3 separate regions of the Mus musculus genome follow, and all the other regions are linked to region 3. A link is a contact called in public Hi-C data. All regions are on one chromosome and are shown on one strand. The core of a region is the stretch at or near the end of the contact, and the rest is flanking DNA. Distances in the headings are between cores, read along the strand shown. Region 1 overlaps Morrbid (myeloid RNA regulator of BCL2L11 induced cell death). Region 2 overlaps Morrbid (myeloid RNA regulator of BCL2L11 induced cell death). Region 3 overlaps Gm14009 (a long non-coding RNA gene).

What was found. A called contact is a pair of places that touch in the nucleus more often than the background predicts.
Region 1: a contact with region 3 is called in a Hi-C map of bone marrow-derived macrophages, with 41 read pairs. The contact joins two enhancer-like sites. A contact is called at or near these places in 1 of 15 datasets of contacts at CTCF or cohesin (CD8 T cells), 4 of 484 Hi-C or Micro-C datasets (CD8 T cells, bone marrow-derived macrophages, morula and 1 more), 7 of 115 datasets of contacts at active chromatin or transcription factors (CD8 T cells, the SCID.adh cell line, bone marrow-derived macrophages and 3 more) and 1 of 9 other capture datasets (bone marrow-derived macrophages).
Region 2: a contact with region 3 is called in a Hi-C map of bone marrow-derived macrophages, with 42 read pairs. The contact joins two enhancer-like sites. A contact is called at or near these places in 1 of 15 datasets of contacts at CTCF or cohesin (CD8 T cells), 3 of 484 Hi-C or Micro-C datasets (bone marrow-derived macrophages, morula and peritoneal macrophages), 5 of 115 datasets of contacts at active chromatin or transcription factors (CD8 T cells, bone marrow-derived macrophages, embryonic stem cells and 2 more) and 1 of 9 other capture datasets (liver).

The regions. Positions count from the first base shown.
Region 1 is chr2:128,333,153-128,336,635 of GRCm38.p6, reverse strand. All of the region lies in intron 1 of Morrbid (myeloid RNA regulator of BCL2L11 induced cell death), which reads left to right. Among named protein-coding and RNA genes, the nearest start is that of Gm14010, 88 kb to the left of the region's middle. Within about 2 kb of position 1,820, at least 68 of the 459 cell types and tissues checked have an H3K27ac peak or open chromatin away from gene starts, as enhancers often do. A contact at or near this core is called in the SCID.adh cell line and bone marrow-derived macrophages, where this site is marked.
Region 2 is chr2:128,359,289-128,362,979 of GRCm38.p6, reverse strand. All of the region lies in intron 1 of Morrbid (myeloid RNA regulator of BCL2L11 induced cell death), which reads left to right. Among named protein-coding and RNA genes, the nearest start is that of Gm14010, 62 kb to the left of the region's middle. Within about 2 kb of position 2,174, at least 24 of the 459 cell types and tissues checked have an H3K27ac peak or open chromatin away from gene starts, as enhancers often do. A contact at or near this core is called in bone marrow-derived macrophages, where this site is marked.
Region 3 is chr2:128,201,942-128,205,530 of GRCm38.p6, reverse strand. It overlaps Gm14009 (a long non-coding RNA gene), which reads right to left. Exons shown (of 3, transcript XR_866719.1): 3 at 251-1,138. Among named protein-coding and RNA genes, the nearest start is that of Gm14009, 34 kb to the right of the region's middle. Within about 2 kb of position 1,315, at least 84 of the 459 cell types and tissues checked have an H3K27ac peak or open chromatin away from gene starts, as enhancers often do. A contact at or near this core is called in the SCID.adh cell line and bone marrow-derived macrophages, where this site is marked.

The sequences.
Region 1 (3,483 bases), core at 571-3,070, 130 kb before region 3:
CTGCACAGTTCATTCAGATAGCCTACCAGCCATATTTTGCCTTCCTGGTTTCTTTCTAACACCTTGAAGTGGTAAGGACCTTCCTTGCCATCAATTTAACATGTTAATGTTTTTTAATTAAAATTCTGTATCATCTAATAGGTCACAGAATTGTGGGTGATGAGTTCTTTGTTCTAGAACTTCCTGTGTAATGAAACTGCCATCCATAATTGTTTTCCTGTGGACTGCTTATTAAAAGAAGTGATTTTTGATGAACTAAACTAGGTAAGTGCTCGCAGCGTGAGGCCCATTGGGAATGAAGCCCTTACCAATCACAGCTCCCCTCCCCCCCCCCCCCCGAGGTGGGGGGATGCAGGAGGATGTGTGCTTTCAGATGTCAGTTTCAGCTGATTGTTTCTGAGGCTATGTGACCATTATTCTGTATCCTGTGGTGCGTTTTATAGACTGATATCAATTTGTAGAGCTCCATTATGGATGGATGTCTCCAGATGAGTGCAAGTTTCAAACCATGGAGTGAAGATATGGAGTATGATGGCGTTCAGAGGGAAAGTGGAGAAGGGTACTAAACTGTGACACCTTTCACCTAAGATGGGGTCTTCCTATACTGGGGGACGGGAATCCTGCTGCGCAGAGCCTGGAGCAGGCAAAGCCAATGAGGCCTCTTCCTCCCACTTGTGGAGACACCTACAGACCCACGAGAGGCTCCAAAGCCACAGCAGGGCTGTGGTTTTCATTTGCCTTCAATACTGGAGTCATCATGTAAAAATCCAGTGATTTCTATCTCAGCAAAACTCAGAAAAGTAGACCACAGGGTCTACTTCCTCCCAGTGTTAGTCTGCTGAAGCCATTATTAGCCATTTGCTCGAGGACCAGGGCTCTAAGCCACCATCCAGACTGCTTGCTCAGCTCTGTGCTGGAGTTAACAGTGTAGCTTCAGATTGTAGCTGTAGGTCCAAAGCCAAAAGACCCTGAGAGAGCACAGAGCCTGCAAAAAGACACATGCCTCAACCCATGCCAACCCTTCCTGGGGCAGCAGGAGGCGGGGGTGGGGGTGAGGGGTGGGGTGGGGGATTGGTGTTCGTAATGATTTGGATATAAAAAAGGTCTCTGCAAGACTTCTGGGTTGAAATTTTAGGCCTCAGCTGGTAGATCCAATCATTGAGAAGTTATTGGTTGATTGAGGGTTATGATTTAATCCATGAGTGTGATTCTGATGGGTATAGAACTTGATGTCATTAGTGGGAAGTGAAGGAAACCAAGCCCCTGCTCCCACTACAGTGATCTTGCCACAGGCTTACAACCAATAGAACATGTCAACTATGAGCTGTAACCTGACCCAAAGGAAACCGTCATTCCCCCACCCCCGCTACTTTTGAGTTGTTTGCTTAAGGTGTTCTGTGTCCTCTCTGTGTGAGTAGCTAGCATACTGTCTTTCTCATGGGCCAGAACTCAAAATTCAAGAGACATCCCAACTGTAGTCTCCTCCTGGGCTCATGGGGGCGGGGGGGGGGGGGGAAGTAAGTCGAGAGGCTGAACTGCAGAAAAGCTGTGGGAAGGTCTTGAGTTTGTCTGTAACTAATCTTGAACCATTTTGGCTTTTAAAATTCACAGCAAATCCGGCCCAGTCAACACATCTGTGGTTAAGTGTGAGGCGCAAACACACAGACTGAGTGTGGATGGGTTTTTCCTCCCGCCCCACCCCCTGACTCCTAACTCCATCCTTACCCTGCAAGTTGTAATCTTATCATGTTTAGCTGGTTCCACATAAACAGATCTAGGTATATTTTCAGCTGAGACCTGTTAAGAACAGATGTGCACATGGCTCCCCAGTGCTGATCCATTTAAGTGGGGTTTCCATCAACAGCTTCAGTTCTCTCCCCTTCCTTGAAGGGGGAAAGAATTAAAATACATAACCCCCGTTGAAGTGGGTATCACGTACTTCTGGGTTCTGGGCAGCTTGGGTTTGTCAATGGCTTCCAAACAGCAATCTGGCTCCTGAGGCTGTGAGCACAGAGGGTGTGTTTGATGGACAATGTTGGGGTCGGGGGCACACACAGTGAGCCAGCTACTCCGGTTCTCCCCTGCACACGCGGGAACCTTTCCTTGAGAACTACAAATCCTCTGATCTGAGGCTTGAGAAAGCTCTTCACCTCCCAGGACCGCCAGGCAGCATGGGGTTTGGTGGAGTCCAGATGTAGTTAATGAAAATTAGCCACATGTGGAAGGGCATTCTGTCTGATTCTACTTCCATGAAGTGCTAAGAGCAGTTAACTTTAGAGAGATGCCGAATGGAAGCTGTCAGGGGCTGAGGGGAGGGAAGTGGACAGCGATTGCTCATGGGCTGTAGAGTCACAATGTTGCAAGTGGCCTGGAGAGTATGTTACACAACAGTGGGGAGGTAGTTAATGCTACAGAGATGTGTTCCTAAAATGGTTAACAGGGTGAAGGAGATAAAGACTGGAACTCATCAATGTAGCCAACAGCATTAGTGACTTTTGTTGTTGCTGTGGCCAAATACGTGACAAGAAGCAGTTAAGGGAACATGGGCTTATTTTTGGCTCGTGATCCACGTTGGTGTGGGAAGAGGGGGCTGAAGGGGCGGGAAGAGATAGGTCACGTGTCACACTCAGTCAGGAAGCAGAGGGAGATGACTGCTGGTGCCAGCTTGTCATTTCATTAGATTTAAGCCCACAGCGAGGTGCTACCTTCAATTAAGGGAAGTTTCCCCGCCTCCATTAACCTACAGGCATTACCCAGAATCCCTCACAGGCATTACCCAGAGGCCTGTCTCCTAGGTAACTCTGGATCCTGCCAGGCTGATTACATCAACATCGTGTCACTTAGGGAAGGATGTGGGGGGATACAGAGATAGGCAGACACCTAGTGAGGTGTGGCCTGTTGCTCAGGCTGGCCCCAACTCAGGTGGGGTGAGCAAAGTCGGGTTATGATTGCTCAGATTCGACTCCCCAAGAACAGTCCTCAGGTGGGCCTCTCACTTCTCCCCTGAGAGTTTGGCAGCCTCCTACACATTGCAACCATATGGGGCCATCTGTGGTGGTATCCTCACTGCTCACTGTGACTCAGAGCTGTGTCCTAGAGGCCTCTCATTCTCTTGCAGCTTCAGGAAGGCCCTTCTTTCTACCTCCAGTTGTCTCTGGGTAAAGCAGAGTTCAAGTTGTCCTCTTGTCAGCTTGGTGCTAGCCTTGGGAAGCAGGGAAGGGGGTCTAGGGTAGGGATCCAATCACGGTGGGCAAGCGGAGCGAAGGAATCCTGCTTCCCACCTTGGTCCACCCACGTCCCCGGCAGCGTGGGTCTGCACACACCGCTCTGCTTCGTTTCATACTGTTAAAAGGGGAGCAAAGGATTGGGGCGATAGCCCAATTGATAAAATGTTTGTCTCCTAAGCACCCACAGAGAGAAAGGCTAGACTCTGGGGAGACCAAGGCAGGCTGATCCCTGTAGCTCCCCTTGAGGCTTCCAGGC
Region 2 (3,691 bases), core at 925-3,424, 160 kb before region 3:
TGGCTAATACACTTGTCCGGGGATCCAGTTTGAGTCTGAGCTCTGCTCTGGCTTCAACTTCACCCTCAGTAATCCATAGACTCACCTCGGTAATTGCATCCACTGCCCACTACTAATCCTCACACGTACACGTCTACACACACGCACCCTCGTCCACACTTGCTTCAGCATTAGATTCATTCCCTCAAGAGAACCTGGATTGATCCAAAATGTAGAGATCTAGAATATAACTTCCCCACGCTGTTAAGGCTTTCACAGAATCAAACTTCCAACTGAGTTTTGATTTTTCAGCAAACTTTTGTTCAAAATGGCTAGCTGGAAATTATCTTAGATGTGCAGGCCCTTCAGTGTCTTAGAGCTTCTCTGCCAGTGTAGCATAGCAACAGCCAGAGGTGATGCACAGAGGAGAGCCATTGTGTTCTAATAAAATGTTATTACAAACAAGACAAAAACTCTGGGCAGCCTAGGAATTTGGAGCAATGGACAGTAGTTTGAGACTCCATCATTTTCAACTCAAGACACCATTAAAAGTAATATTAGGACGCTAGCGTTTTAGATATAGGGTCAGTCCAACCTACCAGAAGTGAACGTGGAGGCAGGGTCCTTGCAGGTAGGCAGTAGAAGTATGGGGACATTGTTGTCACAGCCAGGTATCCTGGGCCAGGCAGAGCCCAATTAACATTCTACATAAAAGTTCCCTGGCCTAGCTTAAGAAACCAGACACCAGGCAACTGAGTGCATCCCTACTGCTGCCAGTGTGTGTGTGTGTGTGTGTGTGTGTGTGTGTGTGTGTTGCTAACTATGGTGAATCTAGGGAAGACCATCCACATCTCCCCAGAGGGACAGATGCATGAGGCCTGAGCATATTGGCACAAGGTCCTTTGGACGAATCACTATGAACCCCAGGCTCATACGTCTGCTATGCTATCTTCCTTGTTCCTCGGTCCTGGTCCCGGGAAGAGTACCCATCTGAGTGGGGCCCTGTGCTGTCTACCTACAGATCACAGTGATGTGAGAACGTGGTCCCGGTGTCTTACGTCCTGGCCTTAGTTCCTGGTCCTGCCTCTCCCTGGCCCAGGCAGCAAAGGCCACCACAGTGAGCAGACCCCATAACAGACAGGGGACAGTTCACAGTACAGCCCTGAGTCACTCTACCACCAAGACAATTTTTGCAACCTCTCTGAGCCCTAGTTTCCCCTTTGGTAAATGGATGACAGGATTAGCTTTTGCCCGGAGGAGATGTAAGGAAGAAGAGAAGTAGGACCTAGAAAAGGCCAGCCCCCAGAGAAGAGGCCTCCACACTGAGCTGCCAGGAAAGGCTTCTGCCATCTGTTCATGCCTCAGAGCCAATGCTGCTCAGAGGGGAGCCTGGCCAGGTATTTAAAAGGGACCTTGACTTACTTTGTGGTAATCAATCTGGCCCTCTGTTTGAGAGTCTGAGAACCACACTCAGTTTCATTCACACCCTGCCTGCCCTTCATGCCAGATGTGGCCCTTGCCTCTCCAGTGTTATTCAACCCTCACATGCAGCTTTCAAAAACACCCCAAACTCATCACCATGTAGGGGTGGGGAAAACTGAGGCACTCAATTTAAACAATCCCCCAGGGCAAAGGAAAGTCCTGGTGCTGGGATTAGAACCTGTGGTGAGCACCTGAGTTGTCCCTCCTAACCACAGGTATCTAGGACACAGCATGGGCTAGGCCTTAGCTGGACATGGAGGTGCTCTGAGTCCACACTGGGACAACTGAGGCAAGGCCCAGCTCTCTATGGGACACACCTGTTCCTTTAGCGCCAGCTGCCCTGAGCAGGACATAGTGAAGTCACTAGCTCCACTGGACTCTTAGCTTTCCAGAGCCCAGGGACATTCAAAGGTGTGGGCAATGAGAGCCTGGGATTGCACTGTGCAGAGGACAGCAGAGGAGGAGGGTGTCACCAACAGTGACTAGAGATGGACATGGCTTTTGTCATCATCTCCATGCCCTTGAGGTGGGAAGGATGAGTCAGGTAGGAAGGCAAGTGGTCCCCTAATTCCTGAAAGGGGGCTCCTGGCTCCTGGTTGGAGCTCCATTTGCCTGTATCCTGGGCCTGGGAACAGGGACTCTGGGAGTAGAGCTGAGCCCCCACTGGGAAGTGAGAGCCTGGCTTAGTTCCTCATATGAGGCACACCCAAATTCCCAAGGCCTCAAGTTGCTCAACTGTGTCAGGGAAAGCCTGGGCCACCGCTTTCCGAATAGTGGCTGAGTCTAAACTTTGGTGACCAGAGTCTGGCCTGTCTGGCCTCAGAGACTGAGGAACACACTCTCCATGTCCCATAGTCCACACAGGGAGGAGAGAGCTGCGATTCTGATGGCCAAGGGACAGCTGTTCCCCATTCATCTTTGTCAAGCTCTGACGCCTTTGGGGACTAAACTTGAAGGACAATTTTGACGGTTGTAACCAAGAGAGCTGAAGGAGGTCAAGGACACCCTACCCCAACCCTACCCCTGCGTTATTCTGGGACTTTTTTCTTGCTCAGGAGAAGACATTTTGGTAAACAAGGGCTGTGACCAAATGTACCTCCCCTCCCCCTCTCCCACACCACACTCTGTCACCCAGGCTGGAAAGAAATGAGCCAGCAAGAAGTATTTCATGTCTAGCTACCATCTTTTGAGACATACCTGCTTGGGACACCTATGAACCAAGACCCTTGGCCCAGTTCTACCGCCACCTCCACCTAACCATCATGAACATACACACACACACACACACACACACACACACACACACTGTGATTTAAATGCCTTAATGGCCTATGGCCCTCAAAGCAAAGCCCCTCAGGGAGCCTTTAGCAGTTCCTACTCTGAGTGCTGCCTGTCTGGACTTCTTCCTGGGATATAACTCTAGGTGGGTACCTGGCAGCCCTGTTTATTCGGACCTTTGGCCTGGCCCTGTTCCCAACATGCACTGCAGCTCGCATGGTGGGTCCTCCTTTTCGCCTTATAGAATAATCAATTCCCGCCAGCTGGGTGATTTAGGCCGAGAGTGGGCACAGTAAGCGAGATGCTGAATGACTCTCAGAGCCACGGGCTCCGAGGTGCCTGGCCCAGGGGACTTTCGGGAGGGGTTGCAGGCTCCAGTATTTGGAGGCTGTTTCCCAGCAGGAGGAAGTCTGGACACCTCCTGGGATTTCCCTGTGGCTTAAGGAACCCGCTTGGTTCCTCTAGCTTTTGCTCTTCTCCTGCAGAGTACCCGTCTTTCCCATGCTGCCTTCAACTCTTGGGAGCTTCCAGTAGCACCGATGTTTGCTGGTACAGTTCAGGAGGCTGAAATAACTCTCACTAGCAGGAGTCAAGGTGCCATGGGTCTGGTACCAGCAGATAGCTTTCGCCTCCCTCTGTTTTGGTTTCTCTAGGCTATTAGCACTCCTTGTCTGTGGACCCTTCCTCTCTCTATATTACAGAATGACTCTTCTGCCCACCCCCATCTCCCCTCCTCTGGCCTTATGTCTCTGTTTTATGAGGCTCTGGATGATAACAAAGTTGTACTCGGGGACCAGAGGCTGCAGGTGTTTTGAGAGTGAGTCTCCTGCCGCTCCCACCTGTGTGCTGAGGTTGCAGGTGAGCACTGTGGGGCCCAGGTGAGAGTGTGTTTTAGTTACATTTATATCGCTGTGACAAAACAACATGACCTGGGCTATTATTAGAAGGAGGG
Region 3 (3,589 bases), core at 66-2,565:
CAGGGTTTATTTGTAAACGAGCAAAGAGGAACCTAAACCACTTTGATCACACACACCCATTTTAATCAGTTCCGTATATCTATTACTGGAAATTAAGATAAATACCTACAAACTGGGAAAATCGACTATCTAATTATTTACCTTCTAACCAGATTACCCCTAAATTCTACTTATATTTTCACATCCTTGTATTTCATCTCAGACGCTAGGCTTCTGAAGCTCATAGAGTATTTGAATTCACTCACTCTTCTTTGGGTCAAATTGGAACATAAAGATATAATGAAATCATTCACTTGCATTCAGACTTTACACATCCCATATAGATCAATGGGGACAAGTTTGGAAGACATATCGCAGCATCAGACAAATAGAAGAACGGAAATGCATTACAGATCTCACGCAGAGATTGGTCAAATGATTGCAGCAAATGAGTCGAAATATATCACAGAACTTGTACATAGACTAGTCAAAATGATTGCCAAAGAACTGAAATAAATCACAAAATACATGCATAGATTATTCAAAATGATCTCTGTACAGTTTCATCTCAAAAAAAAAAAAAAAGCTTTTACATCAGTATTATCAGCAGTAAAGGGCAATGTACAATTTCAGCCTAAATTGACTGTCCTACTTTCTCCCCAGGGCAGCATTCTCAGAAGGATCCATCTATGATCCAGGCAGAAAGAGCAGATGTATCTGAATGGTCCACTATCTTCTTCAAACTGATTTCCACAAAGACCAATAGCTCTATCCAATCCTTATAATCTGTTTCTCTTTGCTACAGAGTCATTCTGTACCAACAGTAATGTCTGGACCCTTCTCCTGGGAAAGGCACTTTGAACCTTCCCCATGGTTCTCCACATCTGTTCTCCACCCATTCTCCCTCCAGCGGTGGAGATGATGATGATGGTGGTGGTGGTGATGATGATGTCCTTTTCTGGTCAAGGAGAAGAAAGCTTCATAGCACTATGGTTGAAGGTCAGCTTTCCTAGGTCTTTTGCTAACATTTCTGTTTGTGGGGTTTCTGAATCATCGGAGGATACTTGTTTGAAGGATGTCTGAGGAGATCTTGGGTTCAAACTTGAGTCAAACACCGTTGATGCCCCCAAAAGTTAGCTCCAAACAGAATTGCTTAGTCCTGGGAAAAAATGAAAATCCAAGCTCCAACTGGCAAAGCAGAGAGGACCTGACAAGTGAGCGTTTTCGACATCGTAGAAGAGAAATTGGATGACTAAGAACAATCATCTTCCTGACAGATTATGATCTTGGTCAGCCTGGCTCTGCTGAGTCACTCTGCTAAATAGTTCCCCTCACGTGGCCCAGCTGCCACCTGTCCCCAGAGGCGCCAAAGGCCACCTGATCCCAACCACAACTTCAGCTCTCACTACTTGGGTTGTTCCTGCTGCTGTATTTGTTTTGTTCTTAGGTTAAAAGCATAATATGTATACAAAATTATGTACCAGGTAAACGTTCACAATTAGCTTCATGTCAAAATTAAAATTAGCATGATCATAAACTGTCTGGTTTAACCACACCTTCTTTTAAGCAACTATTTACTCTACTCTGTAGAGTGTTCCTTTGAAGAATGTTCAAGAAAAAAAGGGAAGTTGCAAAATAATAGGTAGCATTCTCTCTCTCTCTCTCTCTCTCTCTCTCTCTCTCTCTCTCTCTCTCTCTCTCTCTCTCTTCCCTACCCCTCTATGAGTAACTAACAAACCATCAAGCACTGTCTTCATGAGGCTACTCAGCTACTCATACAAGGAATCTTTTTTTTTTTTTTGAAGATTTATCTTCATGTTTACTTACGTGTCTGCATGTGGGTATGGGCATGTTAGTACAGGTGCCTGGGAGGCCAGGAGAAGGGTCAGACTCCGGGAGCTGGAGTTACAGGTGTTGTCGGGTACCTGACGTGTGTCAAGAACTCAGCTCATCTGGAAGAGCAGCAAATGCTCTTAGCCGCTCAGCCATCTCTCCCAGAGGAATACAATATTTATTTAATTTTTTTTCTTTTCTCTATTGAGCGATCATTTTATTGTCTGTTTATATTACTTTTGCAATCAAAATGTCAAATTTTACAGGTGAAGAGACACCAGGGCAGGGTAAGACTGGGGGATTTTTTTTCCAGTGATAAACCATCTCCCTAACTAAGTTATTCTCTCATTCATTGCAATTTATTCTCACTTCCTCCTTGGCTTGGGCTCACTCTGTAGATGAGGGAAGTGTTGAGCGTCTGCTCTGAACTGAGGAGGGGACTGTGTGTACGATTTCACCTGTCACTGTGAAAATGTCCAAATATAAAAACCCAGCAAGAAAGCATGGCATTCTTAGCATGAGCACCCATAACTGTCCACTTTCTGCCCAAAGCCCCCACATTCTTGCCCCTGCTTGGTAGCTACAGCCTAGATGGAGCACTTGCCTTGATTGATGTGAGACCTACTCCTCCCCCCCCCCCACGCACTGTGGGTGGCCGTTTTTTCAGGGAGCAGTCCAGATAAAAAATGGAGGGAAGACTGTCTGCCTTCTCCTGTCTCGACCTCCCCCGCCCCCGGCCTCCCCCCCCCCCCCCCCCCCCCCCCCCCCCGCCTTGCCTCTGCACTCATTTGCTCCTGTGCCGCTGCCCCTGGTCATTCCTTTGCCTACAATAGAACCAAGCTTTCAACTAGAAAGCAGCAGCTCTCCAGGAACCTTCTGAAGCATCCAGCCTTGTGGACTGAACAACTACCACGGTTTTACGCCTATAAATAACTTTTTACCCATGCTTTTGTAAGCAACCCTAATTAAACTCATTGGGACACAGAAGGTGAGAAGGTGAATGGAGGTAGAAGAGGGGGAGAAAGAGAAATAGGAAGAGGAGAAGGAGCTGAAGGAGGAGGAAAGGATGAAGAGGAAGAGGAGGAGAAGGAGGCCATGGAAGTAGAAGGAAAAAGTTGTTTGGGAAGAGGGCTTCAGTGGAGTTGGGGGTACGAGAGCAATAAGGTGGATATGATCAAAACATTATATACATGTCTGAATTCTCATAATGAAATCCATTGTTGTATTTAACTAATACACACTAAAAAGTTACCGATGCAAAAAGCACTTGTCGTATGAGGAAACTGGACAAAAGTGAACGAGAAAAGCAACAGATGGTAACAATGGGATGTCATTAGTGTGAGGTATGCTGAAAACCATTGTAAAATCGGATGTACCCTTTTAAAATATTTTTTTCTTACATTTCTTAGTTCTGCATACATGTATGAATGTGTGTGGGCACACAAGTGCCACTCTGCACATGTAGAGATCACCGCACAACATGTCGGAGTTGGTTCTTTCCTTCTACTCTATGGGGCATGAGATCAAACTCAGGTCATCAGCTTGGCTGTAGGCTGTGGAGCAGTAGACTGTGCCACCAGACAGAAGAACTGCTAAGGTGGTAGCAAGGTTCAGAACCTGGATAAAACTCATGAGTGAGAACAGCAGGTGTTTGAACGAACTAGCTCCTGACCAGATTCCTGTCCTGGAGCAAGTGACCATGACACCCCACTAAGAGGACCATGACAACAGCCCGTCAGTAGTACACAGCCTAGAGTTCTCCTTGCTAATGATGTAT